2 separate regions of the Gossypium hirsutum genome follow, and region 2 is linked to region 1. A link is a contact called in public Hi-C data. All regions are on one chromosome and are shown on one strand. The core of a region is the stretch at or near the end of the contact, and the rest is flanking DNA. Distances in the headings are between cores, read along the strand shown.

Region 1 (6,792 bases), core at 2,862-5,361:
ATTTTTCTAGGATGTAAATATTTTGAATTTTATATTTTCCCAAAAAAATTTAACTCAATATTTTCGATAAATTCAACAATTTTATAATTTAAATATGTTTTAGTATTTTCTACACTTTCATTGTATTTTTATTTTTAAAATTTTAATATACATATTTTTTAAAAATGATTTTTTTTTATTTGTTGAATTTTAATTTATAACTTATAAAAAATTCAAAATTATTTTTCAACTTTATATATTTTTTCAAATTTTATTTTTTGAATTATTTGATATAAATAATGGCATGGCACCACTAATGTAACGAAACCTATATTTCGGATACTTAAATTATTTTTTAAATAAATCTCCATTTTTTTTCATTGAAAGTGATACTTAAATTAGGGTTGTGTGACATATGATTGCTATATCAAATTTTAAAAAAATATATACATTAATTTAATAATTATTATTTTTGGAAAATTAAAATTTGAAAATTTGAAAAAGTGTATAAAAGTAAAAATAACTAAATGAAAATATAATGACTAAACCCATAAGTTTAGTAAAATACAGAGAGTAATGGCAGAATTTAACCTATTAGAGTAGGCTATGTTTTGCCCTGCATATACAACTCCTTTGTTTCTCGAAATGTGTTAAAACAACAACTGAAACTGCAATCAAAATTAAGAACAGACAACAAAATCTATATCTGGGATTCTTCTTTGGACTCTTAACAAATCAGCAATACATTGCCTTGCAAGCTCTTACATTTCTTATTGCAGAACCAAACCTAATCCAGTAGTTTACAAGGATACCAGAAAATTAAAAGAAGAAACAAAAATTCCTATCATGTTATGTTTTCTTACAAATTTTTGTCATGTCTGGGAAGAAAACAAAGCCTGTCGAGTTAAAGCCTGAAATGTTCCTCTCTCGCTCATTGTCCATGTTTCTCTTTTAAGGCTAATGGAACAGAAAAAAGGCAGAGAAGAATACTTGCAGTACAAGTAAGCCAAAAAAAATTAAAAGAAGAAGAAGAAGAAGAAGCTTGGGAATTTATTAAAGTTTTCATTGAAGATCGTTTCAATGTTGTGAGAATGAGGGGGACAAAAGTGAAAAGTGAAAACTCTTGTCTTTGAATGGTATCTTAAAGTGCAAAAAAGAAACAAGGGTTTTTGCTCTTATATTATGTAGAATTTGAATCTTTGTTGGGATTGTTCTTGTTCTTTATTACAGCCAAAAAAAAAAAAGGTTTGGGCTCGAATTTCATGTCGGCTGCAGCATTTGCATGGCATGACAGAATCGATCCCCTGTCTCACACACACACATTCAAAAGTAAAAAAAAAAATAGTCAGTGTTTTATTGATTCCCATGCTTTTTATATTTGAATGGTCCATGGTTAGGTTATAGACTTATAGTCTGCTTTATTGGACTTGTAGCTACCACAAATTCCACCTACTAACAGGCTACCTGGTAGTCTTAAGACACAGAATCAATTTCTTTGTAAACTTAGAAATATTTTAAATAAATAAATAAATTATGTTTAAATTATTAAATTATTAGTAAATTTAAGATTTGGTCACTTAATTTTAAAAAAGTTATAAAGTGATCAGTAAATTATTTGAAAGTTTTTATTTAAGTTACTGGGATGTTAAGATTTTTTTCTAAAATCTGACTTGCCAACTCTAAGTGACAATTTGACGATTGGTACGGTGGATCAGTGTCTATGGATGAGTAGAAAAAACGATCAGTGTTGAAGATCAGAAAAGAAAGGTATTTAGATTTTGGTTCATAGATTTGTGACGTTTAAAGTTGTTTCATAGAAAAACAATTGAACTGTAGAAAAAAAGGGGAATGAGAGTTTTCATTTAGCGCAGGCAGTGCAAACAAAGAAGTCATACAACGATGATTTTAAGAGCCCGATCACTTGAATAAAAACTTTCGAATAATTTAATAATTATTTTATAATTTTTTTAAAATTAAATTATCAAAATATAAATTTATCAATAATTTAATCAAAATGTAGTTTACCAAAAAAAATCTAAAGCAAAAGAAGAATCCGGTTAACTACCAATTAGCCTTTGATTTACGGATATATTTCTCTCTTGTTGAATTTATACTTGGAATGAAATTCAAAGGTAGTTGAGTCAAGGTAGCTTGAGCCAGTTCTTTGAAGTCATTATTGGGGGTATTTTCATTTTAGTCCCACTCTTTATTTTTCTTTTTCTTTTGACTATTCATGTTTACAACATGTATTCATCATATAGTGAAACATAGTCAAGAAATCATCCTTGATGTAAATATATATATTAAATTAACCCAAGTTGGACATATATATATACACATAAAAGAAAGGATGGTATAAAACTGTGATTCTACGTCATCTCTATCTCTTTCCAATAAGAAAACGACAAATCAAAATTTTCCTCCTGAACTTTTAACATTTTTAGTTGGATTTGAATTTTTTAGGAGAAAAAAAATTGAAAATCAAGAGGAAAAATCTGATTTGTCATTCTCCTATTGGAAATGGGATAGGAATAGGGATGGCGTGAAATCATAGTTTCAGATAATCTCTTCTCATAAACATATTTAGTTCTCAACTCAAATCTAAATAATATTGACAATGTTGTTTGAGTCGAATCAAATCAATTGATCGAATCAATTGAAATAAAAATTAGTCAATATACCGTTTTGAACGTAAAAATTGCACCAATTTCTGAGTAAACTGCTCGGAGTAAATAAAAATAAAAAATCGAGACAAAAATAATAATAATTATTAACTTTTGGTATGAATAAAACGCAACTTTTCATTCATCTCACGTTTTAATATCCAGATTCAAAATCATCATCTTTTTCAAAGAAAGATATATTGCAGTGGTCCAAAAGCAATGTTTGGCCGATTTTTTTTCTTTTAAACCCCCCCCCCCTTTAGCATGATTTGTCCATTACAGTGAAATTAGGTAATTTGAGGACATCAACCTTCTGTGTTATCCTCAAGGTTCAGCTTCCATTATCATTCCATGTCCCAATCTATAAACATCAATAGAAGTCTTGGTTAGGTGTTCGAAACCATTCAAATCAAAACACAGGTTAGTGTATGCATATTGTATTGTCAATTTTATTAGTTTTTATGCCTTAAATTCTGGGTTTAGGGTAACAAACCAGTTATAGAATGATCCATTACGTATGCGTGTTACGTTAAGTAGTAAAGAGTTCGATGTAATTATTAGACATCTAAAAATCTGGAAAAGAAAGCTTAGTCTAATTGTGGGTTATTAATGGTAAAAAGACATTTTCAATTCTTTTCAATTTTAATATTGAGCAAATTAGCTCCTCTAAACAAATTAATGCAATTTAATCCCTATTAACTTTGAAAATAAGTACTTAAAGGTAATTAATCACAACATAATTTCGATTGGTATAATAAAAAATTTAGCTCTTGATGTTTGCATATTTTGTCAATTTAATCTTAATTCTAAAAAAATCAACATTCACATAATGGGGTTAAATTTGTTAAATCAGGACCAAGTTGACAGAATATATAAAATATGAGGGCTAAATTTATTTATATCAATCAAGATCATGTACAATTGATGAAAAATATTAATGTGGTGATTAATTGTTCTTAATTGCTCACTTTCGAAATTGACAGTAATTAAATTACTTTAATTTTTTAAAAATATACCAATTTACTCAATGTTAAAATAGAGAGTTCGGAAAGGTCATTTTACCATAAATCCTCTTTAAATCAATCTTTTATGTTTGGAAATCTGATGAGATCTTCCAAATAGTTTTAAAATCCAACCCAAAGATTAAAATAAAGAAATGAGTAGTGGAACAGTGGGATTAGTTGAGGGATTAATTAATATCTTATCTAACACAAGAACCAGAACCAATCATGTGTTACACTAGGCTAGCCTGTTGGTTTGGCATGGTTCATGGTGATGGGTCCAACCAAACACACTGGACTGAATGAACCACTCAACCTTATCAAATTACTAACATTTGGCTGTCAGCCTGTCACCAATACCAACCTTACCACAAAATCTTATCACAAAATAAAACACACACACAAGGCTGAGCCTGTGTGCAGCATGAGGTGACTGTCCAACAGAAGGAAGGGTACTACCAGTCAAATAATGGCTCTTGCTTGTTTGGGGACCCTTCAGACAGGGTCTCAGCTCATAAAGGTCACTGCCATTGAAGCTGTTCTCTTTTTTTGTTGTCCCTGATTTAAGGGTAACCCACCACCACCCTTGTGCTTTGAGGGACCCAACTTAATTGTCAACTAGCTGTGAAAAAAACATGTCACTGTCCTTCTCTGTAATATTTTTTTTCAAGCACTTCTTTCTTCTTCTTCTTTTCTCTTTTCCTTTAATATGTTTAAATAAAAAAAATATCTTTTGCTTTTCTGTTCATGCTCAATTTCCTTCCTTCTTTTATCCTTTTGCTTCAATGAGAAGATGGCAATTGGCAACCAATTTGCTCCACTTATTTGAACCTTACTAATTTCCAAACCTATTCAAATAAACCATCATGATTTATATATAGCAAATTGTGACATTGTGTACTAGGATTAGCTTCATGGTTGATTTAATTTGTTCGGGTTTTCTTAATTTTTAATTTGTATTCTATAAATTATCCAAACACCTCGATTTTTAATTTTTTTATTCAACCCATTTAGCATCTTTAAATTATAAATCCGAAATATGTGAAATCAATTATACTAACCTATTTTCTGATAAATAGGTATTTGTATCCCTACTTACCATTTCTAACTTTTTTTTGGTTGAAAATAGGGAAAATTTTCAGTTGGTTCAATTATTAGATGAGAATGAAAAGATGGGGACTAATAAGGAATTTTTGTTCCTTCTCATTTTAGAGTTGAATAAATTTTCTCCATGGCCATAACCTAACTTCAGTAATATGCTACGAATAAGTATTTATTGTACTCTATTATTGCTTTGTAAGAATTGACAATAACATTTAACTTGTACATTTTTCCGGAAATAAATTCATAAGATATTATCATATCCAGTTGTCCAACACATAAATTTATCACTTTCTTTTGCATGTCGATTTTACCGTTCATATTCAAGGTTTGTGATTGCGCTTCTCAACAATATTATCTCCAATGTTTGAACATATGTTTTCCTCTTAGAAGTGTAATGTGTTACCATTATATCCAACCACTTGTTAATTCTTTTTAATACTAGAAGTTTTTATTTTTATTAAACATGTTTAGAAAATTAGTTATTTTCTAAAATGAAAATAGAAAATATTCTCGGATATTAAATGGAGCTTAAGGCTTCTTTTAGATTGGCGATGTGTTTGTCTCCAGTGAGGTTAAAAACAATAGTGATAGTGAAATTAATTATTGTAACGCTGAAATGAAAAACTTTAGTAAGGTGTATGTTTGGATTCAAAAGTAAATGTAATGATAAGGTGAAAATAGAATATAATTATTAAAGATATTAGATTAGAAATTATATATAATAGAAGTTTTTAAATTATTTTATTTTTATAAAATTATTAAAAATATTTGAATTTGTAATTTTATTTAATAAAATAAAATTTTTAAATATTTTTTTAATTATTTTAAATTACTTATTAAATTAAATGATAAAATATTTTTTAATTTTTTTATGGTTAATTTATTTTTTATAACAATTGGTATATATATCTACTTGTTTATAATTCATTCATATAAAATATAAGATTTATATATTTATTAAACTATTATAACATTAATATTTGTTTATATAATAAAAATAATAAATTATAATAGCCTTTGATTAAATTTATTTTAAAATATATTTATATTAAAATTAGTTTACATTAAAAAATTCAAATATATGCCCATGTGGAGGTTAAGCTATTATTGTGGTGTCCAGCTAAAATTTTATGCTGCTATGGTTTGAAAAGGAAAAAAAGGAAAACCTCACTTACAACCTGAGAAAGGATTGTATGAATTAATATATCACGTTATTATGTATTTTTTTAATTATTTAAAAAAAATTATGTCATTGATACATAATTTTAGTAACCTTTTTAACTTGAACCTCGATCTTAACCTTGAACCCCGAACTTGAGCCTTGAACCTTAAACCAAAAGACCAAGTTCAATGTTCAAGGTTTAAGGTTTGAGGTTCGAGATTCAGAATTTCGAGTTCAAGGGTTAGGCTCAGGATTCAAGTTAAAAAAATTACTAAAATTGTGTATAAATAACATGAAAAAAATTGCTTAAATATCATTAAATTATTAAAAAGAGATACAGAATGACATAACATGACATCCTTATTTCATACAATCTTTACTCCCTTGCAAAGTTTGATGGAAATCAAATAAACCTCTTCCCCTAAAATTTATTTACTAAGTAAATTAAAAAATTGTATCCATATTTTATTAACCACGTGTTTTATATCTATTTTTATTCATTCAGTTTATTTTTAATTAAAAAGATAAATTTATATTGAATTACTACAAAATATAATTCTAATTAACTTTATTTCAAATGAAATTTAAAATTTCTAAACTATTTTTGAATTATATATTAACTTGAAGGTGAATTCTTTACACTATTTTTTATTTAAAATAAATATCAAGGTTTAAAAGATATTAATGATAAATAAATAAATTAAAACAACAACAAAGAAATAAAATAAAAATAAAAATATAACTAAACTTTAAGATTAATGTATTTTCATGAAATTGGAGTAAGCGGTGATGTCCTATCAAAGAGGATTTCTACATTTTCCCAAAGATATTCCAAATAATGACAATTAAGATTTTTAAAAATATCTATAAAGATGGATTTAAC
Region 2 (6,792 bases), core at 1,282-3,781, 39 kb after region 1:
TACACACCAACAGATACAGCAAATGATGATGCAAGGGTTTAACCCTTCCAAAGACCAGAAATCTGTGAAGTTTCAGTTGCCTGAGGATGATTTAGATGGAAGTGATGATGATTTTGATGATGAGTTCGATGATGAATTTGATGATGAGTTCGATGATGAGTTTGATGATGATTTTGATGATGAGGAATTTGGTCATGGACATGGCCATGGGAAAGGGAATCATCAAATGCAAAACAAGATGGTAGCTATGGGGGGAAAAGGGCCAAATGGCATGATTAATGGCCTTGCCATGAATGGTAAGAAAGGAGGTGGTGGTGGTGGGGATAATGGTAAGAAAGGAGGAGGTATTGATATGCCTATGTTAATGAAAGGCATGGGGGATTTTGAAGGTGGGAAGCATGGTAATGGAGGAAAGAAAGGAGGTGGTGAAAAGAACAAAGGAGGGAAAGGAAACAATGGGGAAGGAGATAAAAAGAGTGGTAAAAAAGGAGGAGGTGGTGGTGGTTTGCTTGGATTTTTCAAGAAGGATAAAGGTGAAAAAGATTTTTCAAGTAAGGGTAAAAATGAATGGGATGGTAGTGGTGGTAAAAACAAAGGTTCCCACAATGGAAATGGAGGCAATGGTGGTGGTGGAAACAATAATGGCCATGGAGCTAAAAAGGGTGGAGGCAAAAATGGTGGTGGTGGGGCCATGAGATGATGAACAAAATTAAAAGTGGTGGGTTTCAAGACATTGATGTTATTAATAATGGCAAAGGAGGTGGGGGTGGGGGTGGTGCCGCCGGCGGCGGTAAGAATATGGGGCAGATGGGCCAAATGGGAGGTCAGATGGGTCACATGGGTTCAATGGGTGGTCAGATGGGTTATAACATGGGCCAAATGGGAAACCATCCGATGAACCAGATGAGTAATTTTGCTGCAGTGCAAGGACTACCAGCAGCAATGAATAATGGTGGTGGGTATTATCAAGGGATGGGACCAGGAAATCCTTATAATCAGCCTCAATATATGGCAGCCATGATGATGAACCAACAACGTGCAAATGGAGGGATGTATCCACCCATGATGTATGCTCATCAACCATATCCCCAACCAAATTATGGACCTCCACCCATGCATCCACCCCCATCTGAATCTTATGCTCATTACTTCAGTGATGAAAACGCAAACAGCTGTAGTATCATGTAAAATTTTCCCCATTTTAGTGCCATTTTCTCCCTTCTTTGCTTTTGGGTTTTTCTTTTTAGGGTGCTTTTTATACATGCTTTGCGAGGTTCAAGAAGACATTTGCTTATGTTTTTCTTGCCAATGGAAAATGTTTAGTTTTCCCTATAGTCATTCCCCAAACAGTCTTTGGGTCACTATGTAGAACAGAAGTGTAGTTAAAGTTTGAGGGATATATAATGAAGTATATATAGTTGCTTTCTCAAAAGATGTACCAAATGTAGGTTTTTATGTATTGTTGGTTTCAAATATAAAAAAGAACATGGTTGGGCATCAATCCCTATCTAAAGGGTCCATTTGGTTTTCTGGTTTTGACTTCCCCATTTTTCTTTCTTATGATTGCAATCTTCAATTATTTTTGCTTTGAAGAAATTCCATTGAGAGGGCTATCTTGCTTTTTCAGTTTAGAAGGTGAAGTGTTTTCATACTCATTTTATAACAATGTTCAACTTTTTAGGCATTTGTCCTTTACTTTTGCGTTTTCTAGTTTTTGTTTAGAAGCCATGAGCCCATCACCCATCTCTGCCACTACTTTTTATTAGCCATTTATACCATGGAACCCAATTAGTGGAGTTGCACTATAGCCAAGAACTTGAGCCTACTTTTGAAAGGCATGAACAAGTTTTCAGCTGTCTTTGTCTATGAAATTTAGGTAACGGGTTTTTAGGTCATTTTATGATGTCATTGATGTATACGAGAAAATAAATATGTTACTTGTACACAACAATGGTCTCTAATTCTAGGCAAAGCCAGTAAGGTCCATGGAGCCTTCTATGAGTTCACGATTCACATGTTTCAAAGCCTGATTTTCAGGTAACTAAATGCAAATCACGCATGAACCTTCACATGAGAAATGCCACGACACAAAGATGCCTTGATTTTAAGAACTAAATTGCCAATAAATAACACCTTTTGATGCCCTCCTGCTTAACCTTTTCCTTGTTCCATTCATGGCTTCTTCTTCCCTTTATTTTCTTCTCATTTTCCTTTCCATTTCTTCTTTCACCCTTTTATCACAATCCCAAACAAGTTCCAAGCTAAACAAGTTTGTTTTGCCAATTCACCAAGATAACAAGACCAATCTCTATGTTGCCAACATTTATAAAAGAACTCCATTATTGCAAATCCCATTTGTTGTGGACTTGAATGGGAGGTTATTATGGGTTACTTGTGAACAAAACTACCTTTCTTCGACCTACCATGCCCCTTGATGCTATTCGACATAATGTGCTAGAGCCAACACACACTATTGCCACACTTGCTTCTCCAAGGCCAGACCGGGGTGCCACAACAACACATGTGGGCTCATGTCGGTGAACCCCGTGACGGGCCTAACTGCCATGAGCGAGCTTGCACAAGATGTTCTGTCAATCTATTCCACTCAAGGGTCTAACCCTGGTCCCCTTGTTAAGATACCTCGGTTCTTGTTCACTTGTGCACCTTCCCTTTTGCTGCAACCAGTGTTACCAGGGAATGTTCAAGGGGTAGCTGGATTAGGGTATTCCCCTATTTCTCTACCCACTCAACTTGCCTCACACTTTGGATATGCTGGCTTTGCCCCAACATTTGCCTTATGTCTAGCTCCAAATGGGGCCATTTTCTTTGGGGATAGCCCTTATTATATGCTTCCTGGTCTTGATATTTCACTCCCTGTAGGCTACACTCCATTGATCATTAGTCCACTAGGAGAGTACTACATAGAAGTGAAATCAATCAAAATAAATAACAAGGATGTTCCATTAAACACAACTCTGTTATCCATCGATAGACGAGGCATTGGAGGTACAAAGCTTAGCACAATAAATCCTTACACCATTCTCGAACACTCGATCTTCAAATCCGTCACTGAATTTTTCACTAAAGAGCTCTCTAGTATTCCCCTAGTAAAGCTAGTGGAACCTTTTGAGGTTTGTTTTAACTCGAAAAGTATCGACAAAAGAACTAGGGTCTGACCAAAGGTTCCTAATATCGACCTAGTGCTCCATGACCAACATGTTATATGGAGGATTTACGGATCGAACTCTCTGGTTGAAGCTACACCAGGAGTTTCTTGCTTAGCCTTTGTTGATGGGGGACTTAACACTCGAGCTGCAATTGTTATTGGGGCTTACCAAATGGAGAATAATCTTATACAGTTTGACATGGCAAGATCAAGGCTGGGTTTCAGCTCTTCCCTGTTGTTTTTTAGGACTTCTTGTAATAACTTAAACTTCACTGCTATTCCATAAAGAGAATGATTTTGTTTTAGCCCATTGCATATATTAGTTTGTGCTTGCTAGTAGTTGATCTTTAGCTGGTATTATGTTATACAACTATAAAAAACTATACAAGGACCTGACCTGGGATTCGACTCAAGATCTAACCCGATTATTCAGCCCGAAATAACTATAGTTTAAGTAACCTCAGACACTTCATTTGAGGGGGCTTCTTCTCTATTTTCTAGACCAGAACATCATCCCTCAATCTTGACTCTCGATTTTGACATCTGTTGTACAACTTCCCATGATGCAATGAAATTAATGATTTTAATAATATAAGGACCTGATTGACATAACATCGATAGTTTAGGGATGTAATTAGAATGTTTTGAACTTTAAAAATTAATTTAGAATGAGAATCATAGTTTGAGGATATTTAATGCAATTAACCCTTTAAATTATAAAATTATTTTGGTGTGCTACTTCAAATTAAGTAGTGTTTGTTTGATAAATGTAAATTTTAAAGGGTGAATGTACTATTTGCCCCCCAAAGTTGTACCTAATTGTCACTTAGGTATTAAATTTTTTTTTGTATCAATTTGATATTGAAGTGATAATTGAGTACAATTTTGGAGTACAAATAATACATTGGCCTAATTTTTTAAACTATGAAATTCTTTATTGTACATTTTTATCCTTATCCTTTTATAAATATTTTACATTATTTTAAACAAAGTCAAGTTTTATATGACTGAAGATAAACGCTAAAAATTTTATACCTAAAAAAAATTATTGAATAAAAGAAGAGAATGAAGAAGTAAAAATGTTTATGAAAAAGATAAAAGTGGGTTGTGCTTTATTCCTTGAGTGGACATATATTTATACACATAAATTATCAACAAAATTCATAGAAAAAGGAGATAACTCAAATAAATTTTAAAATTAAAATTTAGAAAAAAAATTTAATTACTGACTAGGTCAATCAATACGCCCTCTTAAGTTTGAGGTTGTGGAGCAACACCTAACTTCTTGAGGTTATGCATGAAGATTGATTTGGGTTGTGCTTTTATACGTGTGTCAATAATTTGATTGATTGTAGGAATGCGAGTGACATTCATATTTGAAAAAAAAGGACAATTGCAAGTAACTTGAGCAATTTTAGAAGCAGTGCTACGAGCAGTGTCAACTACTCCAGGCATTGATGAAGAACAAAGATGAGCACAATGATATGTTTACATAGTTCAGTTTTCATACATCTACGAGGCCTTACCTAAAAAGAAAATCTACTATCTTAACACCTCCTACAACAAATGATTGCAAGTTCTAATACTCACCACATTATTAACCTTACTTTTACACCTAAGATTTAGATAATTTTCCTCTAATTCCCCCTTGAAAACTTAGTTTGTAAACCAAATGACTCACTTGATTACTTACAAAATGCACTCTGAAAAATAAGTTCTAAAGAATAGAATAACTACTAAAACTCTTTACACTCCTTTACCTACACAAGCCTTTTAATATATTAGAAGTTAACACTTGTTAAGATAAAGATCACTTATATTCAATCTTCTTATTAAAATAGCAAGATAATCAGTAGGGATAACATCTTCAATATGACCAAGATAGATATTCAAATCCTTAGGAGATGTTACCCAGTTATCCGATCTAGTCCAATCTTCTCAAAATAGGAAAGTCAATTTCATTAATTCAATCCAAACCAATCTTTAAGATGTATTCCTATAATAGGTTTGGATATCATAAATCGGCTTGAACAAGTCCAAAGTATCAACCATGGTCATAGCTCAATGATTTTGTTCCTAAAATTGCTAAGTCCATATATAGCAAGTTATGATGTTGATCAATGTCAGACACCAGTAGACACTACTCCTAGGCATTTTTCATAAACTGCCTCAACAAAAAAAATTCTTTCAACATAATCACGAATGGAATGTAAATTTATCTCAAGATGCTTCATTTTGCTATGCAAAATCGGATGCTGGCTCTAAGATGTTACACTTTTATTATTGCAAAAGATTTTTGGAGGATGAAATAGTGGAAGTTTGAGCTCTTTTACCATATTCATGACCCAAAGAGTTTTAGAGGCAACAATTGTGATGGCTCGATATTCAACTTCAGTGGAGAAGCGAACAATGGTAGGTTATTTCTTTGGGAACCAATTTACTAGATTTGGACCAAAATAAAGCATAAAATCAATTGTCAAACTATGATATGTGTGATCACTTTCCCTATTAGTGTCTAAGTATTTATAAAGATTTGGATCCAAATGATAAGTGAATCGAATACCATAGATGGAGGTTTGTTTCAAGTACAAAATAATGTGTTTCACTATTTTCCAATGTAGGGACAATGGAGCATGAGTAAACTACAAAAGTTTGTTCACAATGAATAAAATATTAGATCTTGAAAAGGAAAGATATTAGAATTTCTCAATAGTCCTTCGGTATATAGTGACATTAGTAGGGTTAAACTCATTTTGAAACTTGGAATGGTGAGATGAGCTAATTTGAGTAAGAACTCCTTTACTGTCTTACATCATTATGCCATTTAAAATATCGTGAATGTATTTACTTTGTGATAGGAATAGACTATCTATAGTTGGTATTACTTTTACCCTAAAAAAAAATAATGAACCAAGTTCTTTAGTGAAAATTTCTATGAAATAGAAGTAATAACATGTTGAACAATTGTTGAATTACTGTTAGTCATGATAATGTCATATACATAGACATACAAATAAATTAAAATACTAGAGCCATCATGGATAAATAAGGATGCATCACAATTAGATTATTTTAGGCCAATTTTTAGTAAAAATTTTGTGAGTCCTTTGTTTGATTAAGGTTCCAACTTGAGTCCATATATCACCTTTTTAACTGGCAAGCATAGTCAAGATGATTATGGTCTTCAAAACCTAATGGTTGTCTCACATAAACTTATTCATCAATATAGCCTTGTAGAAAAGCATTGTTGACATCAATATGTTTTATTGACCACTAATTTTGAACAACAATTGATAGTACAAGGAGAATGGTAGTTTACTTAATGATAGGACTAAAAGTAGGATGATAGTCCACATCTTCCCATTGAGTGTACTATTTTGTAACAAGTCAAGCTTTGTATAGCTCAATTGAATTTTTGCTTAATTTTGAAAATCCATTTGTGGTCAATTACACTGGCATTTGGATCTCAAAGAAAAGGGTTTAGTTTCCTTACTTTTTAAGATATCAAACTCCTCTTATATCGCTGCTTGCTAATGTAGATATTTGGTGACTTGTTTGAAAGAGGTGACTCAAAGATGTGTGAGTTAGATAATAAAAAACTTATTTAGGCTTGAAAATTTGATTTC

What was found. Hi-C and Micro-C count contacts between places; a contact is called where the count stands out from the background.
Region 2: a contact with region 1 is called in a Hi-C map of leaf, with 5 times the contacts expected there. The contact joins the promoter of LOC107939334 here to the enhancer-like site in region 1. A contact is called at or near these places in 8 of 34 Hi-C or Micro-C datasets (anther, leaf and petal).

Annotation. Positions count from the first base shown.
Region 1 is chrD11:60,936,125-60,942,916 of Gossypium_hirsutum_v2.1, forward strand. No RefSeq gene overlaps it. Among protein-coding and RNA genes, the nearest start is that of LOC107939327, 16 kb to the left of the region's middle. Within about 2 kb of position 4,112, at least 7 of the 9 cell types and tissues checked have an H3K27ac peak or open chromatin away from gene starts, as enhancers often do. A contact at or near this core is called in leaf, where this site is marked.
Region 2 is chrD11:60,976,630-60,983,421 of Gossypium_hirsutum_v2.1, forward strand. It overlaps LOC107939334 (gamma conglutin 1), which reads left to right and starts at 2,532. Exons shown (of 2, transcript XM_041104336.1): 1 at 2,532-3,006; 2 at 3,259-3,452. The coding sequence starts at 2,532. The coding sequence ends at 3,452. It overlaps LOC107939333 (heavy metal-associated isoprenylated plant protein 34), which reads left to right. Exons shown (of 4, transcript XM_016872657.2): 3 at 1-679; 4 at 682-1,501. The coding sequence ends at 1,188.